Regions from separate parts of the Mus musculus genome. Here regions 2, 3 and 4 are each linked to region 1. Evidence: chromatin contacts called from public HiChIP or PLAC-seq and Micro-C data. All regions are on one chromosome and are shown on one strand. The core of a region is the stretch at or near the end of the contact, and the rest is flanking DNA. Distances in the headings are between cores, read along the strand shown.

Region 1 (2,700 bases), core at 84-2,583:
AATCTTCATTGTAACTCTATATGTGTATACACATATTCTCTGCATACATTACTTAAACTCTTTGTTTAGATGTCTTTTTTTAGCTTTCTTACTTTTATTCCTTAAAAAAAAAAACCCAAGGATATAATGAGGCATAATTATGTAAATACCGCATATTTATCTGTGCAGTGCTTTTAGATGCATGGTGGTCTCCGTGTATGCCTGACTCTCTCCAGGAAGCCAGGCCTCCAAGTTAGAGTTCCCATTTTACAGATGAGACAATGAGGCCCTGGACAGTTCAGTGAGATGAAAAGCAGAGTAGGAAGAACCTGTCAACTACTGTGCATCGTGGGTTAGCTTAGGAATACACGTGCTTGGTATATAAAGTGTAGCAAGGGCCCTGAACCCATGGGGATGCCAAACCTGGCATTCAGAGAGTGCACCAAGAATTGGGTCCTTTAGGAATTCCCGCCAACGCTTAGAGGAGGTGTGGGGGTGGTGGCGGTGGGGAGGAGTGTCTCTAGTGTGACTTTTTCACTGTGCAGTAAAGTCTCTCTCAATTTAACTTCTTCCTCTCCCATTTCATGTGAGTGTCTCTGTGTGTATCTGTTTCTGTGAAGAGCATGAGCCGGAGGGTGCCTATGTGTGCTTATATGTGTGTCTAATAAGCCCAGAGATCGAGTCCGGTGTCTTCTACCACACGCTCTCTCAATGGCCCGGGGCTCATCCAGCAGACTAGGCTGCCTGACCATTGATCTTGGGGTCTTGCACATCGCTGCCCCCGCCCCGTGATGGTATTACAAAGTGTGTCATCAGACCTGGCTTTTTATGTGGGTTCCAGAGCTCAAGTCCCCATTCTTGCTCAGCAAGCATTTTACCCAGGGAGTCATGTCCCCAGCCCAGCTGAGCTTCTCTATATAAACTCTGAACTCAGGCCCGAAAGCACACTCTCTTCCTCATTCACTATCGTCACTTTTTTTTTTTTTAATTTTTAAAATCATCACCCTTTTGTAAACTGAAACATGGAAACCAAAAACCAAAACGACAGCAACGCTTGAGCCTCTGAAGCCTGGCGGTGGTTTGACGGGGCTGTTCGGGAACCTCTGCTTGTGTGTTCCTGTGCCCCCTCTCCCAAAATGTGCCGCAATCAGAAGGCTCAAAGCTCCTCGCTGACTCCCCTACAGCTCTCAGAGTTAAAGCCCTTGCAACGACCTCTGAACTCCAGCCAGATCCGCGGTGTCTGCACCACTTGCCTCTGATAGTTCTGCTCCAAACAGGGTCTCTCTGGCTCAGCCCTAATACCTCTTTGGTCCTAGGCCTTCAGATAGGTTCTGCAAGGTGCAGTTTCCATGGCTTTCCCCCGGAGGCGCATGCGCACCGCACCTTCCGTTGCATCTTACTAAACCATCCCCTTTCAATACGAGCTTCCTCAAATTCCAGCTGCGTAGTACCAAAGTGCCAGGTTGGGTCTGAGCGGGGATACCCCACAGGGACAGGCATTCTATAGCTGTGCTTACCGCCGGGGCACCAGACTGAGGAGGACGTCAGTCCTTAATGCAAAACTGCCTTTAATTGTTCCTTGCAGATCTGAGCAGAAGGAAGCACGGGTTCTCATCTTTTAGCCTCGGTGACCTCTGACCTCTTATCAGAAGGACGCAGGCCAGGCCACTAGCAAGTTAGGAAGCGCTGTCCCGTGTTATCGCTGAAAGCTACGCATTTTCTTGCGAGACAAACATTATTTGAGGCCACGCAAGTACACACTGCACCTCTGGAGTTAGGCTGTTTTTCAAGGCTGGGGACAGGTCGCTGTTATTTTTGTTGTGTGTTTTTTTTTTTTTTTTTCATGGCTCTTTTTAGTCTTCCACCTGTTTACTGGGTTTGCTGGGCTCAGCCTCCAGAAAACAAGACAGAAAGCACCTCTCTGTGTTGCGTAGATTTAATACGCTCCGGGGGAACCCAGCACTGGTGGGTTAAGGAACAGGAATGTGCTCCCAGTTTAGGAAAGACAGTTCTTCAGCTTGAGTTTGTTTGGATGAAAACAAGACGGGCCCACATTTCTGTGTAAATCTGAAACCAGACAAGTTTCACACAGTTGCACATTTCAAAAAAGAAAAAAAAAAGAAAGAAAAAAAAACCGTTCTGCTCCCGTTTGGTGAGTATTCCGTGTATCGGGGGGAGGGGACCCCCTTAGACTTTCCAATGACAAAACGATTCCTCTTCTCCTCTCCAAAACCCTTTTTTGAGCCGTGTTCTCGGGTGTAGACTGGTTCTCTGGTGTGTATGGGAGTCTGGGATGCTGGAAGATGCTTCTATGAGATGTCAGCTCCGGGGCATGCTGTGGAACTTGCCAGAACAATCCCATTGCCCATAAATACAAAATCCTCTTTCTCACCCAGAGTGCCAGGTGCACCTTCGTCCAGAAAAACCTCAGCCTGGCCTAGGAGAATATTGTGTTCTGAGATTTTTCTGCAAATACACACACACACACACACACACACACACACACACACACACACACTTTCTCTTTCTGTCATTTTCTGTGTTAACCACATTCTTAAAACCTGGAGGCACGCCAATTTTTTTTTCTTGAAAACGGAAAAAAAATTCAAAAGTTTTTTTTTTTTTTGTAATTGAAATTCATGACAAATTACAGACAGTTTTTTTCTTCTTCCTGTCTCTTTTAGAACAACGTGTCCTTAGAAAAGAGCTTTCTTATTGAAA
Region 2 (2,700 bases), core at 46-2,545, 340 kb before region 1:
AAAGATTTCAGAGAAAGTCATGAACACTGGTCAGTGAACTCGGAGGGAAAGCCATGAGCCTCCCATTGTCACACTCGTGTGCAGGTGTCCTGTTACTCCAGTTTCATTCTGACCTCAGCTCTTCCACAACAGCAGGAACCCAGAGACGAAGGCCCTGGGAGCAAGCGGAATGGTGGCCTTTCACACACTTAGCTTGGGAAGAACTGAGTGGCTCTTTGTAAATGATGATCCTTTTATGCGTAGCAAGTGGCCTCAGGTGGCTCTCAAAACGCTGAAGTCATTGAAGGACGCTACAGTGTAGCCGAGTGGCCCATGGCATCCTGAAATAGGGGTAAATAAAATCCAGTGGCAAACACGCCGAGTCAAAGCAAAGCTAACCCTGGCTTTGAATTGCGAATGTTTGGACTCCATCAGGTATGGCAAACCTCAAATGCAGAGTTTTCTTCAGATGCCATGAGTCATACAAGAAAATGTCCTTAAAAATCACTACTTTGGGGACTCCAAGTTAAAAAGAAAATTGTAGACACGCGTTTTGAGACTCAAAGCCCATTTCACTGGTGGTTTTCTTGGACTGACTATAAAGATGCCCACTTTCTTCCCATTAAGAGACTTCTTTGCTCGTCTTTCGTCCAAAGAAGATGAACTAAATTGGTTTTTGCTTTTGTTGGTGGAGTTTGGAAATGGCGTCACGTGGTAGTCAGCGAATTGCAATAGTCTCCGTTTCTCAGGTAGAACCCGCTGACAGGGTTCCATGGGTCACTGTGGAAATGACTTCTGTCTGCATCCAAGATCCGGTCAAGGAAGGAAAACCTGGAAGATGAGGCCACTTTGTCCTGCACTGTAACTTTACAAACAGGAAAAGAGGCCTGGGGAAATCCTGTGTCACACCTGAGCCACAGAGACTGCTAGGGAGGAGAGACCAGGGCTGAGCCTTTCTGTAACCGAATTTAAAATTGAGGCTGGGGAGGCAGGAGGGTTTCTGTGAGTTTGAGGTCAGCCTGTGCTACATAGTGAGCTCTAGGCCAGCCAGTGCTGCAGAGTAAAATCCTGTCTCAAAAATAATCAACCACCAATGTGCCCATCAAGGCCCAAATGCTTAAGGTGATAGGCAAGACTGGAGTTTTAGCACGGTAGATCTGCAGCTAACACACATGCGCGCGCGCGCACACACGCGCACACACACACACACACACACACACTGCTTCACGGCTCTGTTCTCCAGTGTCAACCTTGCTTTGAAGCCTGGCTGTTACACTCCCTGTCAGCCTCCTCAGGCCTTCGGGGCATGGCCTTTGTGTTGGTTCATTCTGAATGTCACCTTGACAGCACACCAAGTCACAAGACAAAGCTCTGGGCACGCCTGTGGAGTGGTTTCTTTCTAAACGGTTTTCAATTTTTTTGTGTGTATGTGTGTGCGATGTACGTGTGGTAAGGGCATCCGTGTGTGAGCATAGGCACATAGAGCACATGCAGAAGTCAGAGGACAGCTTCTATGCTGGTCCTCACCGGTCACTTGTCACTGCTTGTCACTGCTCACAAGCTAGCTGGGCAGAGAGCATCCTGGGATTCTACTGCCTGCACCTCCCGTCTTCCCAGAGGGCACTAGGACTACCAAAGCATGAGGTCCTGTATCTATTATACATGAGACCTGGGGACTTGAACCCAGGCCCACATACCTGCGTGTCATAAGCATTTCACCAATCAAATCTCCTTAGGCTTCAGGTATGGGTCACCATCGAAGTAGTCCTCTTCAGATGGCGTCATGTGTGCTGGGGACACTTAACTAGATTCCTGGACTCTCACTGGGCAAGACCAGCTGTCTAAAATTGGAGGCCCTCACCTAAAGGAGGTCTGTGGAGACACAGACCCAGCTCCTAGGACCCTTACCCATGAGCCTGAGTAGGCAGGACAATATTTCTCTGCACAGGACTCCACGATACCACCTCCCTCTGCCTTGTCCCGCAGAGACACATGCTGGAAGTCTCTTACTTCCCAGGCACCAATAACAGGGACCCTTGATAGCAGAGTCTCTCTCTTCATCTCCCCACGGTGACTCGGTTCACACTAAAGGAGCAAACCAGCGCCGCACATCTGTCAGCCCCACATTCACAGAGCTATTTGGACTCGAAATCAAGAAAAAAAAAAAAAAACAAAACTGATTAGGGAAAGATCTGCTTTCAGAAAACCTATTTCTGTCACAGGGGGCTGGGGAAATAAAATAATGTTTCAATAATTTATGCAGCTTGCACTGCCGAAAAAACCCCCACTGGAAACGTGAAGTGACGGGTTACGTGAAGTGAGGAGGCGCACGGAGAACCGCCACTGCCTTAATCAGCACCGAGGATAATTCTAAATAAATTGGAAAAACCAGTCTTGCTTTCAGATTTTGACTGATGATGGGTTGGGGATGCTTTCTCATGGAAAATGTTTGTTCTGGCTGGCTCCCTCCGAGGACACTGTTAGCTGTGGCTTCCCACGGATCCCAATCCTGGTCAGTTGTCTTCCTCACTCAGGCGCTGTTGGCCTGCTCAGGGTCCAACCTGCCCGGCATGGTTTTCCCAGGATAACTCAACCCCGTGCATGGAGCCTGGGGTGGGGGTGGGGGCGCTCTTTCTTCTTCTGCTCACTCTTATCTCCCAGGGCTGTACTGTGAGGTGGACCTGCAGCCTCAGTGGAGACAAGGAGGGTTCACAATTTGCA
Region 3 (2,700 bases), core at 72-2,571, 300 kb before region 1:
TAAGCTCAGCACTTCTGTAAACTTTATCCCCAAGAATCCCCCCTCTGCTCTCTTCTCTCTCTGTCTCTCTCTGTCTCCCCCCCCCCTCCCTTCCCTCTCCTCCTTTGCTTTGCAGCTGCTGCGAATGTCCACAGGAGTAGCGTGTGTCCACGTGACTTCTGCGGAGCCGACAGCGTCCACGTTCCTGTGTCGTCCGAGCCGTTTGAGGCAGCAGGTAACGTGACTGACGTCAGGGAATGAGTGAAGTTCGCGTTTGCTAACTTAGCTCAGGACGCTCACCCAATCTCGCAAGCAGAGGAAGCCCCGAGCCAAGCTGCACACGTGACCACCTTCTCTTCAGGGTCCGCAGGGGCCGAGATCTGCTTTTCCTGTCCCATTCACCAGGGATGACACACCAGGCAAAAATGTAGTCCTCTTTCTTCCTATCTCTTCCCATCATCTTCTTCTCCCGCACATAACATTGATTTATTTTTAATTTCGATGCACCGGTGCTGGGGAGAGACACTGGCAAAAAAAAAAAAAAAAAAAAATCCCTTTCCCTCTTCTGCAGCCCTCGTGCGCGGTGTAGGTCTATCTTATTTATCAGTGATTATAAATCAATACGGAGAATGCCGTGCAGCCGGATGGGCCTCCCGAGCCTCAGACTTCAGCATGCATGAATGCAAGGTGTCGGATGAGGAATTTATTAGTTTAAGCAGATTCGAGTTTCTTCTTTTAAAATTTATTTTTCTCCCAGGCAGCTGCGGCTGTCGGCTGCTCCATCTCCCTCTTCAAGCTCAGTGTTTGGGAAACAGACAAGCGCTTTCCACACAGCATGACAATGTGTAATCAGGGTCCCTGCGGTATGCTTTACCTTTGTTGCGGAGGAGGGAGTCGGAGGAACTTGCTTGGGGTCCCTTTCACTTGGGTGAGCATTTGGAGGCCGAAGGACCTAATTATTATTTTTTTTTAAACACTGCCTTTACTGCGTTTGCCTGGGGAATTATTTCAAATCGACTGACAGACCTATTGTGCTAGCGACATCTCAGCGACTGGCTTTTTACACGGAAAACAAGCCTTCTGTTAATTCAGCAATAACACACCCCGCGTGCAAAAATTGCATTAGTGGCTCTAACCCGAGTGCTGAGCGCATTCAGAGGCAAAGCCCTGCCGCGCGACAGGGGTTGAAGGGAATATGCATCAAAATGCCTGGCATTTAATTTCTCCCCCCTTCTTCAGGAATTTAGCCAGTGAAATATAGCTGCCAGTGTCCCAGGCCTTGTGCAAGCTCCCGCAATATGCTCTCGATCAATCAGATTTGCATAACTAAACTGTCTGCGAGCCTGCTCGGCTGCCCAGGTGCAAGGCCATTTGCATATAGAACAGTGAGGAGGTCCCAGGAGTCACTTCAGACCGGAGTGACTGCTGAGCCCGCAGTCCACACAGCCCCGGAAATGAAATTGGAATGACAAAAAGAAAAAAAAAAAGTGCTCGCCTGGAAGGGTGAAATATGCAGGCGTCTCGCAAAGGTTATATAGAGACTGCCAGGCTGGACTCCTGAACCGCAAGACCCATCCGGTCTTCTACAGCCTTGCTGCCAAGGCCACAGGATGATCAGAGTCACAGTGGGGGCAACGCCCTGGGGGGGTCTCCTCGCCTGCCCCAGGAACTTTCCCCGTTTGCCCTTGTGGGTAGAGAGAACTGATTTCATCTCAAGGCAGGATTTCCAAGCAGATCTGACACTGACCTCCTTGGTCCCCCCATCTACCAGGGCTGTGGCTTGATTCCTGGCCTTCAGGAATTATCTGAATGTAAGTACAAGTCCCCAGCCTAGGCTCCAGGTCTCTTCTGGCTGCACAGCAGCCCACCAGGGAGGCTGATCAGAGACCTCTGGTTGAGGACCCAGGGAGGTCCTCTCTTATACTCAGGAAGTTCTCGAAGGTCAGACAGAATCTTCAGTTATTGAAGGCCACTCTGCTTAGTGGTTATGGTGTGAGTGACCCAGCTGCTGGTGTCCCACTGTTTCCTTTGTCATGGAGAGCCAGCCCTTCAGGTCTACCACCTTGGGTTGTTTTCAAATAACCTTGCACAACAAAGATGAAGATAACCCAGGCTGGCTCACTTGTTAGCCTAGGTTATTAATAATTTTAATCTGATTTTAAGTAACTTAAACATTTTCATGAGACCCTAAAAGTAGTGCAAGTTGGTGTCCCCAGGCCCGTGATGCTGAGTAGGTGCAGTCCTGTTTCTAGTCATGTGTTATCATGACAAGTCCACAGTAACGGGTGGTGTCCAATGTATGTTGTGCCCAGACCTTCCTGGGGGACACACAAAAGTGTCAATGTTCTGAATTTTCAGGTCTCAGACTCTCTCTTTCTCTTTCTCTCTGCATATGCTGTGTGTGTGTGTGTGTGTGTGTGTGTGTGTGTGTGTGTGTGTGTGAGAGAGAGAGAGAGAGAGAGAGAGAGAGAGCTTCCATGTGGGGCTCAGAGAACAACCTTGGGTTTTTCTCCTCAGCAACTGTTTATTATTTACTTTAATAAAGATTAGGCTATATACTTTTTTCTGTGCATGACTTTTTTTTCCCGTGTGTATGCGTGTACACTGCCTGTGTTTCTGCTATCCATAGAGGCCAGAGGAAGGCAACAGATCCTCTGCAGTCACAGGTACAGCCTGCAGTGAACCACCAATGTGCATGCTGAAAACCAAACCCAGGTCAGC
Region 4 (2,700 bases), core at 74-2,573, 510 kb before region 1:
TCGAAAACATGTACCCTTCAGATGATTTCCAATATGCCTGATAACCCCAGAACTTAAAAAAAAAATTCTTAGTTTGAACTTGGAATTAGGTTACAATGGTAAAAACAGGACCCTTGACTTGGGTGAAGTTATTGTGTTGTGGATCTGCTCACGTCCGTTTGACAGGAGAATTTTTATATCAGGACTCTGCCTAAGGTGTTTCAGGGTATAGGGAGCAAGCAGGGAGCAAGGAACCAAAGGGGTATCTCAGCTCAGCTGGTAATAGGGTCGCCATTCAGAGGAACCCACCACCAAGTCCAGTCCGCGTCTCTAAGGGCTTTAAGGTTCGTAGAAGGCAGCCAGGGACCAGTTTATAGAAACACTTCCTCCTTCTTTTAGAGAAAACAACATTCAATCTCAGTGCGGGGGGCGGGGTGGGGGTGGGGGGAACGTGGACTTTGTCACGGCCACTGCTGAGGGAGTACCTCAGACTCTTCCCTCCTCCCGAGCACCCCTCGGGCTGCTGAAGAAAGTGCTGGATGATCTCCTCCCAATATACAATATGTAAATCTCAATGCGAGAAGCAAATAAAAAACCCAACCTGCACGTAGTCTACCTCATCTGCCAAAAGAGACCCAACCGGCCTTCCATACTTTTTTTTTTTCTTTTTGCTCGGGCGCCTGCGGTAGCAAGCCGTTACAACAATCCGAAAATTAAGTTACCACAATTAGGAATTAGAAGCAGGTGGCATAATAATGGTGCTTTTTTTTTTCATTTCATTTATTAGCAAAAAGAGGGAGAGGCGCTTCATTTATTTTCATCAGCCCTCAGTAAAAGCATAGCAATTTGCAACACAAAAATCATTTCAAGTACCTCAGCCTCGTGCAACCTCGTTTTCCTTTTTTTTTTTTTTTTTTTTTTTTGCTTAAAAGCCTTTTAAAGTTTGCCTGCCCACCACCCCCGCCCCTCGAAAGTGGAGTGTGTGTGTGTGTGTGTGTGTGTGTGCGCGCGCCCTTACCCCTCCCCTCCCCCATGTTAGGTGACGAGGTAAGTGCAGATGGGATCGGATTATTTCCCCCCCTTAAAAAGTTCCGGGGAGCAGAGTTGGAGGTTGGGGGGGGGCACCAGTATGCCCTGCCTCCTTTGCCCAGTTTCTGTTTCACACGGCTTGTGTGTAACATCAAGTAAGGCACTCGACAACTCTCTGCACGCCCCCCCCCCATCAGCCACTCGGGGCCTCATCCACACCCCTGCACCCCTGAGCAGCCCAGCACCCTACAGGCTGCCCGGATGGTCCAGGACCCCAAGGCACGACAACCCTTGCGCTCCCTCTAGCGTTAGTATCTGGGATCGTCATGGGCTGCTGCGCAGCTGAGCTGCCTGCAATCCCTTGGTGTGCGAGATGATGTGGCGTGCACTCCGTTGCTGAGTGCACTCGATGTGCGGGGTGCACGGAGTATGCCGGGCGCTAGGGACTCCTGGAGTTGGATACGTAATTTTGCACGATGCTCCTGCGACCCCACGGTGGGAGATGCTAATTGCCTGCTTTGGGCGGCTCTTTCCATGCTTAAGGCTCCTTTCTCGTGTTGCCCCCTCAGTCCAAGAACTACACTCCAAGCGAGCCGCTGCCCGCTTTCACGCCAGCTCGTAGACTGTGTCTCTCCTGGTCATGGAGAGGTCGCAATGCCAGGCGGTCCCTGTTTTACGCACCCCTCTTCTGCCCGCGCCTTCAACTCCGGGCTGGTTTCACTTTGTCTCCAGTTGGGCCATCTTGGGTGTCCGGGATAGCGGACTTCCTTTTCTGAGCGCTCCTGTTGCTGTTCTCTTCTCGCCACCTTCTAGGTCCCTCCTCGGCCTCCCGCCACAGAGCACGTGTTTTCTACCGTCTTTCTTCTTTGGCGTGTACTTTTCCTTTGTATTTCATCCTTTCGGTTTGCTTCTCTCTCACCTGTCACTACTAAACCGTGTTAGAATGGAGAAGACACGGGCTAGAGGACCCCACAGCCGGCAGTGCTGGGGAGCCCTCTGTAGGCTCCTACGTCTTTCTTACTTCAGTGTGAAGTGTGTCAGCTTGGTTTCCAGACTTCACAAAGGTTGTAGGGATTTGAGGAAGATCAAACAAGCCGTGGGCACACCTGCCAAGGGGACGGGGCAGGGTGGGGTTGGGGGAGAAGACCAGAGACAGAGATGGGAGGAGGGGTGGAGGCGAGACAGCGCTGCCCTTCTGGAGTATAATTTGGCAATCCATACGAAGAACCTTTTGCACATTATCAGTAATGCCACTTCTTGGAATCCAGCCCAAAGAAATAATATGAAAGGTTAAAAAAATATTTTGGACCCAAAAATGTTAATCACAGGCCTGTGAGATAGCTCATCAGCTGAAGAAGAAAACCAACTCCAGCAAGTTGTTCTCTGATCTCCACAGGATGCCACGGGGCCTACATACCCTGCCCTACATAATACATTAATAAATAAATGTAATTTTAAAAAAAGAATCAAACTACAGGGGGCATGAAGAAATCTTGGGAATAGGCCATGGAGTGGTCAGCCTGAACGCAGGACCCCGGGCAGACACGCTGACTGTCCTGGTGAGGCTGGACGCAGATGCAGACGCACACAGAAAACATCTGGACGCGCCCGTCCAGGCAGCTGGTACCAAACATGGTTTCTTTCCTTCCTTTTTCAACTTCTCTTCTGCCTCCTGGTTTTCTGGAGGGAGCT

The links. A called contact is a pair of places that touch in the nucleus more often than the background predicts. HiChIP or PLAC-seq counts read pairs in DNA pulled down with a chosen protein or histone mark.
Region 2: a contact with region 1 is called in a Micro-C map of embryonic stem cells, with 2.1 times the contacts expected there. The contact joins two enhancer-like sites. A contact is called at or near these places in 1 of 484 Hi-C or Micro-C datasets (embryonic stem cells) and 3 of 115 datasets of contacts at active chromatin or transcription factors (all in embryonic stem cells).
Region 3: a contact with region 1 is called in an H3K27ac HiChIP or PLAC-seq map of embryonic stem cells, with 5 times the contacts expected there. The contact joins two enhancer-like sites. A contact is called at or near these places in 1 of 484 Hi-C or Micro-C datasets (embryonic stem cells) and 4 of 115 datasets of contacts at active chromatin or transcription factors (embryonic stem cells and forebrain).
Region 4: an H3K4me3 HiChIP or PLAC-seq map of forebrain shows a contact between it and region 1, with 4 times the contacts expected there. The contact joins two enhancer-like sites. A contact is called at or near these places in 1 of 39 promoter capture datasets (hippocampal neurons), 4 of 115 datasets of contacts at active chromatin or transcription factors (astrocytes, embryonic forebrain, embryonic stem cells and 1 more) and 3 of 9 other capture datasets (embryonic stem cells, embryonic tail and embryonic trunk).

Annotation. Positions count from the first base shown.
Region 1 is chr12:106,473,333-106,476,032 of GRCm38.p6, forward strand. Gm51969 (a long non-coding RNA gene) reads left to right here. Exons shown (of 2, transcript XR_003950178.1): 2 at 2,664-2,700. Among named protein-coding and RNA genes, the nearest start is that of Gm32876, 4.6 kb to the right of the region's middle. Within about 2 kb of position 1,334, at least 30 of the 459 cell types and tissues checked have an H3K27ac peak or open chromatin away from gene starts, as enhancers often do. A contact at or near this core is called in embryonic stem cells and forebrain, where this site is marked.
Region 2 is chr12:106,137,391-106,140,090 of GRCm38.p6, forward strand. No RefSeq gene overlaps it. Among named protein-coding and RNA genes, the nearest start is that of Gm32776, 8.1 kb to the right of the region's middle. Within about 2 kb of position 1,296, at least 7 of the 459 cell types and tissues checked have an H3K27ac peak or open chromatin away from gene starts, as enhancers often do. A contact at or near this core is called in embryonic stem cells, where this site is marked.
Region 3 is chr12:106,174,035-106,176,734 of GRCm38.p6, forward strand. No RefSeq gene overlaps it. Among named protein-coding and RNA genes, the nearest start is that of Gm32776, 28 kb to the left of the region's middle. Within about 2 kb of position 1,322, at least 66 of the 459 cell types and tissues checked have an H3K27ac peak or open chromatin away from gene starts, as enhancers often do. A contact at or near this core is called in embryonic stem cells and forebrain, where this site is marked.
Region 4 is chr12:105,961,533-105,964,232 of GRCm38.p6, forward strand. No RefSeq gene overlaps it. Among named protein-coding and RNA genes, the nearest start is that of Vrk1, 47 kb to the right of the region's middle. Within about 2 kb of position 1,324, at least 119 of the 459 cell types and tissues checked have an H3K27ac peak or open chromatin away from gene starts, as enhancers often do. A contact at or near this core is called in forebrain, where this site is marked.